Regions from separate parts of the Triticum aestivum genome. Here region 2 is linked to region 1. A link is a contact called in public Hi-C data. All regions are on one chromosome and are shown on one strand. Each heading gives the region's core, a stretch centred on a gene start, on an enhancer-like site or on the middle of the called end of the contact. The rest is flanking DNA. Distances are from core to core; before and after follow the strand shown. Region 1 holds the start of LOC123155855 (transmembrane 9 superfamily member 2). Region 2 holds the start of LOC123156877.

Region 1 (3,837 bases), core at 706-3,205:
ATCGAAAACCAATGGATCTCTAGGTGCTGCGGCATAGAGGAAGACTTGGAGTACTTCTCCATTCTTTTCTCAAAAGGAATGTCTGTCTTTTTCCATGTTACTGAATAAGAGAACTCTACCGGCACTTCCTTGTCCTCTGTGATATCCACAGCGACATTCGGATCTGTCTGAACATTGATTTCTATGACACGGTCATTGTTGTACATGATGTCAAAGTGGATGTGCTTAAACAGAAGGCACTTTCCACCGCCGTGCTCCTTGTTCCTGTCCAGTTTACCAAGGAATCCCCATAAAGGTAGGTCATCATAATACATCTGGAAGTAGTAATCCTTGGCAACTGCATCCCGGAGCTTGGCGACTTGCTCCTTGAACAATGTTTTCTTGCAGAGAGTCTTGGAGTTCGTATCTTCCCTAAAGTTCAACTCATATGGTGCATCAACCAACCGATCACCATTTAGAACCTCCCCAAGAGCCTCCCTTTTGTCCTTTGGGTGTTCTATTGAAAGCCATGCAGCAGCCAATAACAAGGAAAACTGACTTGGGCATAACCAATCAACGAATTGCTAAATAGAGCAAGTAACAAGAAAAGGCATGTGACATCTCTAAGAAGTACAAACCTGGTGCACAAAAGGGTAGATCATAGTACCGGTATGTCTCACTGCAATAGACAAAGAGTAACTGAATTATCCTGATCATGGTCTGACGGAAAAGGCTGCGTACAACAGAAGCACGCCTGGAAACAGCCTCTTGCAGAAATGTAGGGAAAGGCTGCGTACAATAGACCCAAAGTGGTCGGACCCTTCCCCAGACCCTGCGCAAGCGGGAGCTACATGCACTGGGGCTGCCCTTTTTTTTTTATGGTCTGACGGAAAAGCAATTCAATTCTCACAAAGCTGCTATTTAGTACTCCCTCCGTCCCATAATGTAAGACGCTTTTTGACTCTAGTGTAGTGTCAAAAAACTTCTTACATTATGAAGACGGAGGGAGTAACATAAACTGTTAAAGTGATGCTTGAACTGTCAAATTACCATAGTTTAGAAGGCATCATTACCAGCAGAAATTTCTTTTCCTTGTGACTGGGACATCCATACTACTTGGTCGTAGTTTATGAAGCGACATTCGAGTTACAAAAACTGATACTAACTACTCTTGCCTCCCTCCTATCATTGAATGACCCCACTTGTGCTTGCTTAGTTATTATTATAATAACTACTAATAAGTGCCAACAGGAATTCCTAGTGTTAATTCGGCAGCAATCCTATTCTCATTTAGCCTTAGTTAGCATCACAGACAGCAGTACGAAGCCCTAACTCGTGCATGTATTGTAGACAGACAACGGGACCAGACATGAACTACAAAAGCTTGTGGCGCATCACGAGACCGTTATACCTTGGATTGTGGAAAGGGCCGACCTTGTTCGCGTAGAGCGGGACACGATCTCCCTCCTTGTACCTGTGATCAGAGTCATCAGCTCCAGCCCCCACCATACAAGCCAACAGGGCCACGGCAAGAGCAGCACCCGCCGCCTCCATCCTCACCATCACTGCGAGCACCTACGACCCAAAAGGGGCGGATCTGGATGCTGTGCACCCAGAATTAGTGGAGGGTTAGAAAGCCTTTAAGTAATTATTACTGGATGAATAGAAGCTCGTAGTACCTCAGAAACCAATGCTCCGAGATCGCGGGTCGAGAGACAGCAGGGACAAGGTGATGTAGAACGGAAACGGCGAGGCGCGCGCGTGATAGGCGGAGGGGTTAGACGTCGGCGGCGACTCGCTGCGCGGCGAGCCGGCGGCGGTAGACTGCAGGGGGGGATTTTAGAGCCGCACTGGGTGGGATCGGAGCTTGGGGGCGGGGAGGAAGCGGAAGGGTACCGGTATGGTGGAGAGGAAAAAAGTCGTTTGTGAGGGAGGTAGGTTTTTCTTTCACTGAGGATCGGGAATGGAGAGCGGAGAAACCCATTTTCTTTCCCAAACAGGGGCAAGGGCGCAAATTTGCTCCGCCGTCCGTTCACGCGGAAGAAGTTCAGATAGGGGAGCCGGTTATACATCGTTGTCCGTATGCATTTGAAGCCGGGTTTTAATTAATCACACGAAATTCGTACAAACACGATGAATTTTATTAGAAAATAGTTTGTTTTAAACCGGCTGATGTTTGCCTCGCGTAAATCGCATCGCGAGCCGTGCGATCAAAACCGATCCAGCGGCGTTGGTCTCGGGCGCGTGCGCCACCTCCCCACTAGACGCTTTAGCATGTGGGGGCCGCTCACCGCTCAACGCTCTTCATCCCATCCTTATCCTCTCCCTGCCCGTCTTCTTCGTCGTTCCCCATCCCCTCTCTCTCAGTTTTTCACATGCTTAACAGGGAAAGAGAGAAGCTCGATCCAAAGGCTAACCACCTGCTTCCAAACATGGGGCGTTTTGCAAGCATCCCGCCGCAAACACCAACCGCTTCTGCAAGCCAAAGCACAACCGACGTCTGTTGCCGCATGCGGGGTAAAGCTGCCGCCGAGGATCTGCAACGACGCCGCTGCCTGTGCTTCAAGCGGGCTGTGGGTGTTGCAGCGAGGGGCTCGTCGGTGCTGAGTCGTCGGGGCCATTGGTGCTGTGGTGCAGCGTCGCGGGGGTCACCGGTGTTGCTATGCCGCATCGCCGGGGCCGCCCATGTTTCTATGCAGGGCCGCCGGGGCCGCCCGTGTTTCTATGCAGCGTCGTCGGGGCCCCCGGGGGCTGCAATGCAGCGTCGCCGGGGTTGCCGGTGATGTGGTGCAGCCGTCGCGGGGGTTGCCAGTGTTGCTATGCCACGTCGCCGGGGTAGCCAGTGTTCCTATGCAGCGTCGCCTGGGCTGCATTGGAGCGTCGTTCGGGCTGCATTGGAGCGTCGTCGGGTCGTTGAAGCCGCGATGGGAATGGAACAGACTCCATCGGGGCTGCAATGAAGCTTCGTCGGAGCTGCATTCAACCTTCGTCGGAGGCGTCGTGCTCGGTGTTGGCATGGAGCAGCCCCTGGTGTCTCCCAGTGCTGCGATGCAGCAGTCGCCGGTGGCTCCGTCCACCAGCAGCACTGGTGGTGTTGCAGCGCAGCACAACAGTTGCGGCCGCCGGAGTTGAGGAAGATGCCTTGGCGTGTCCCGACGAGCACACGACAATAGCCCCTGCAACAACGACAGCATCGGACGCCTCGCCACATCAGTTTCCAGTCGTAGCACTAGTTTTGTTGCAACGCAACACGTTGCGGCCGCCGGAGTCGACGGAGGTGGTCCGGCTTGCCTCGGCGAGCGCACATGCAGCAGCAGCAAGGCCTCCTTACCGTTGCGGAGGACGTCATCGTCGAGATGCATGGGTGCCTGAAAGTGCAACTATCCCTAGGTGGTTTTGGTAATTCCTAACAACATATAGCTCATTGAGCTAATGCTATCTCAAGATAAGTATTTCAGGAAAAGCTCAATGAATGGCATGGCATGGATGAGAAAAGTGGACCCCTCAAAATACTAAGGATAAAAGGATTGGCTCAACCTCAAAGCTCAAGACTCTACATTTTATATTTTAGTGATCCAAGATCACATTGAGTCTATAGGAAAAGCCAATACTATCAAGGAGGGATGAGGTGTTGCTTAATGGCTTTCTTGCTCCATAGTGCTTAGTGATATGCTCCAAAACCCTCAACTACTTTCCCACATCCACATATGACCTAAACCAAAAGTCAAACTCGGCCCTACCGATTCTTTCTATCCGGCGCCACCGAGTTCAGATGTCATAGCCACTGCCACAAACCCTAGGCAAATCGGTCTCACCGATAGGGATCTCGGTCTCACCGAGATGGGATTGTAATATCTC
Region 2 (3,659 bases), core at 438-2,937, 530 kb after region 1:
ACGCTACACTTCGGATGACTACGTCCACACGACATCCACCTCTATGCCACAACCATTGCAGTCCTTCGTTCGAGCCGCTCTTCGTGGCCCACTCTGGATGGCTGCGATGCAAGAGGAGTTTGATGCTTTGCTGCGCAACCGGACGTGGCAACTTGTTCCCCATCCCGGCACGCCAACGTGATTACCGGAAAGTGGGTCTTCAAACACAAGCTCCGTCCTGATGGTACACTTGATCGCTATAAAGCGCGATGGGTTGTTCGTGGCTTCCGTCAACGTGCTGGCATTGACTTCACCGACACCTTCGCTCCGGTTGTTAAGCCCGGCACGATTCACATGGTTCTTCATCCTGCGGTCTCCCATGCTTGGCCGGTGCACCAGATGGACGTCTCTAACGCCTTCCTTCACGGTCACCTCGAGGAGCAGGTCTTCTGCCAGCAGCCTACGGGGTTTGTTGATCCAGCACTTCCCGACCACGTGTGCCTTTTTTCGTGGTCCTTGTACAGACTCAAGAAGGCTTCGCGCGCTTGGTACCAGCGCATCGCGGTGTTTCTACACCAGCTCAGGTTTTGCTCCACCTGCTTGGACGCATCGCTCTTCGTCTATCAGCAGGGCTCCGACACGGCATACTTGCTCCTTTATATCGACGACATCATCCTGACATCATCTACGACTGGTCTTCTCAGTCAGCTCACTACACGTCTTCGTGCTAAGTTCGCCATCAAGGACTTGGGTCCTTTGCACTACTTCCTCGGTGTTGAGGTGGTGCGCCGTCCGGATGGCTTCTTCCTTCATCAGCGGAAGTACGCTCATGAGCTTCTAGATCGTGCTGGCATGCTTAACTGCAAGCCTGCCACTACGCCTGTCGATACGAAGGCCAAGCTCTCTGCCACGGAATCGCTGGTGCTCTCCAGTACCTCATTCTGACTCGACCGGAGATCCAGTATGTCGTGCAGCAGGTGTGTCTTCATATGCATGCTCCTCGGGACGTTCACTGGGCCGCTGTGAAGCGAATTCTCCGTTCTGTCTGTGGCACTATGGACCTTGGCGTCACGCTCCACGCCTCCCCCGACATCGCCCTCAACGCCTACTCCGATGCAGACTGGGCGGGCTGCCCTGACACTCGTCGCTCCACCTCGGGCTATTGTGTCTTCCTTGGACCTTCACTCATCTCGTGGTCGTCCAAGCAGCAGCCTACGGTCTCTCGCTCTAGTGCTAAGGCTGAGTATCGTGTTGTGGCTAATGTCGTTGCTGAGTGTTCGTGGCTTCGCCAGCTGCTTCAGCAGCTCTCTTGCCCTGTGGATCGTGCTATGGTGGTCTACTGCGACAAAGTTTCTGCGGTCTACCTCTCCGCTAACCCGGTGCATCATCGTCAGACCAAGCATATTGAGTTGGATATTCATTTTGTTCGGGAACAGGTGGCTCTTGGCCATATTCGTGTTCTACACGTTCCTACTTCCCAACAATTTGCAGATATCATGACCAAGGGCTTGCCTACGACGTCATTTGAGGAGTTCCGGTCCAGTCTTTGCATCAGCAGCAGTGCCGCTTCGACTGCGGGGGGTGTTGAGTATATGGTCTGTGCATATCTGTGTATTGGACCCACCTCCTAATTGTTTTGTATAGTTGAGATCGTGACCCACCTTTGTACATTATATATACATGCCTTTGCACATGAGCAATATATATGCAATTCATACATCATACAGTTTCCACACGACCTCCTGATTTTGAGACCACAAACATCACTTTTGTCTTAGCCACAGCATCTCCATCCAAATGGCGCGTATCATCTTCCTCCACACCACCACCAGCCATCCTCCCAGCCCAGCACCATGGCGGCCACGCTCTCCTCCGTGTCTGCCTCTTCCAAGCACTGCTCCGTCGTCAGGGCTAAGCACTCGTCACTTCCTTCCATCCTCTCAACATCATCAGCCGTGGGTGCTCTTTTTTTCTCCCTCTTGATGTTTCTTTCATCCTTTGTGTTGTCTTGTTGATGCTCTCGTCTGTGTTGGTGCAGAAGAAAACTGCCTTCCGTGGGGTTTCCTTGGTGGATAGCAGGTGGTTGCGCAGGGGCGGCGCGCGGCGAAGGCTGGTGCAGGTGAATGCCAAGACCGCCGGCGCGGCCAAGAACATTGAGGTGGAGGTCGACAAGCCGCTCGGCCTCACCCTTGGCCAGAAGTCCGGCGGCGGCGTCGTCATCACCGTCAGTACTACCAGCCGCCCTCCTCTTCTTTCCTCCACCTTGGGTTCTCTTCCAGAAAATATCGAATCCGAATCATGACCTAGGTTTAGCTGCTTCTTTTGACATACTTTATTTATACTTTACTATTTAAAGGAAAGAAAAAACAAGAATAATATGATGAATGATAAACTGAATAAACTAGATAGAAATTTAATACACAAGGATTGCAATTAGCAGCTGGGATTAAAAGGAAACGGACTGGTTTGTGATTTAATCACGGTAGGGTGTGGAGTCAGGAGGGAATGCAGCAAGAGCAGGGCTCAAGTCGGGTGACCAAGTGCTCTATACAAGCAGCTTCTTCGGTGATGAATTGTGGCCGGCAGACAAGCTGGGATTCACCAAGACAGCCATCCAAGCAAAGCCAGACTCTGTATACTTTGTGGTAAGCAGGTATGCACCTCTTCTCCTCATTTTCTGCCTCCGAAGCTTCTGTTCAGATATCAGGATTTCAGGAAACTGAATTTCCCTGTAAGGTGGAGTTTACAAGATTCTCATTTTGCGCCATGACATCAGGGGTGGTGGTGATATTGATGTGAAGCGCCTGCCCAAGAGGCCGGCGCCCCCTCGGTTTGGCCGGAAGTTATCTGATTCACAGAAGGTAATATCAAAATAGTCCCTGGTCGCTACAGTGTGACTTCTTATAGGCCTCACTCAATATATACCTTCAATTTTCCAGGCTAGAGCAACACACATCTGCCTTGATTGTGGATACATATACTTTCTACCCAAGGCTTTTGAAGAACAGGTAAGATCAGACATATTTTTCCTTAATTCCATTAGCACCAATCAGCTTTTCCACATGTGCTCATTTGTAGTTTGCCAGCCTGATGACTTATGACCGATTTTCTCATATACTTTTTTTTTCAGCCTGATGAGTATGGCTGTCCCCAGTGCAATGCGCCAAAGAAGCGATTCGCGAGATACGACGTAGAGTCTGGGAAGCCCATTGGCGGTGCACTGCCACCTCTTACGGTGATAGTCAGTTTGGTTATCGGCATCGCTGGCATAGGGGCTTTACTTGTATATGGCCTTCAATAGGCTTGTTCGTCTCTTCCGAAATTTTGTTCTGGCCGACAAGCTCAACCGATTGCTCATGTACTCTATTTAACAGAAAATTCCAGTAATGAAGGGGTAAAATGAAACATGTTATGTTTGAGGCTAATTGCAGTCCAATATTCTTTGGATCATGTTGTCACCAGAGGCCAGTCACTTTCCAGAAATGTCTCTGGAGTCATGTTGCTCTCAACGCAGTGGTGATTTTCTGCAAAATGGTTGTGGGCATTCATGTGGTGTTGGTATTGAAAGACATGCCTCACCTTGGCATGCACTAATATGTACTCGTAAGACAGAAGCCCCTTTGATGAGTTGTTGCTGATGAAGTGATGTCGTAAAATTTGAAGAAATTCTGAATGAAGTG

The links. Hi-C and Micro-C count contacts between places; a contact is called where the count stands out from the background.
Region 2: a contact with region 1 is called in a Hi-C map of leaf, with 6 times the contacts expected there. The contact joins the promoter of LOC123156877 here to the promoter of LOC123155855 in region 1. A contact is called at or near these places in 2 of 5 Hi-C or Micro-C datasets (both in leaf).

What each region holds. Positions count from the first base shown.
Region 1 is chr7B:338,109,302-338,113,138 of IWGSC CS RefSeq v2.1, forward strand. It overlaps LOC123155855 (transmembrane 9 superfamily member 2), which reads right to left and starts at 1,956. Exons shown (of 8, transcript XM_044573999.1): 1 at 1,659-1,956; 2 at 1,391-1,583; 3 at 618-658; 4 at 1-496. The coding sequence starts at 1,542.
Region 2 is chr7B:338,642,390-338,646,048 of IWGSC CS RefSeq v2.1, forward strand. It overlaps LOC123156877, which reads left to right and starts at 1,688. Exons shown (of 6, transcript XM_044575071.1): 1 at 1,688-1,934; 2 at 2,018-2,203; 3 at 2,466-2,632; 4 at 2,756-2,840; 5 at 2,919-2,987; 6 at 3,110-3,404. The coding sequence starts at 1,833. The coding sequence ends at 3,280.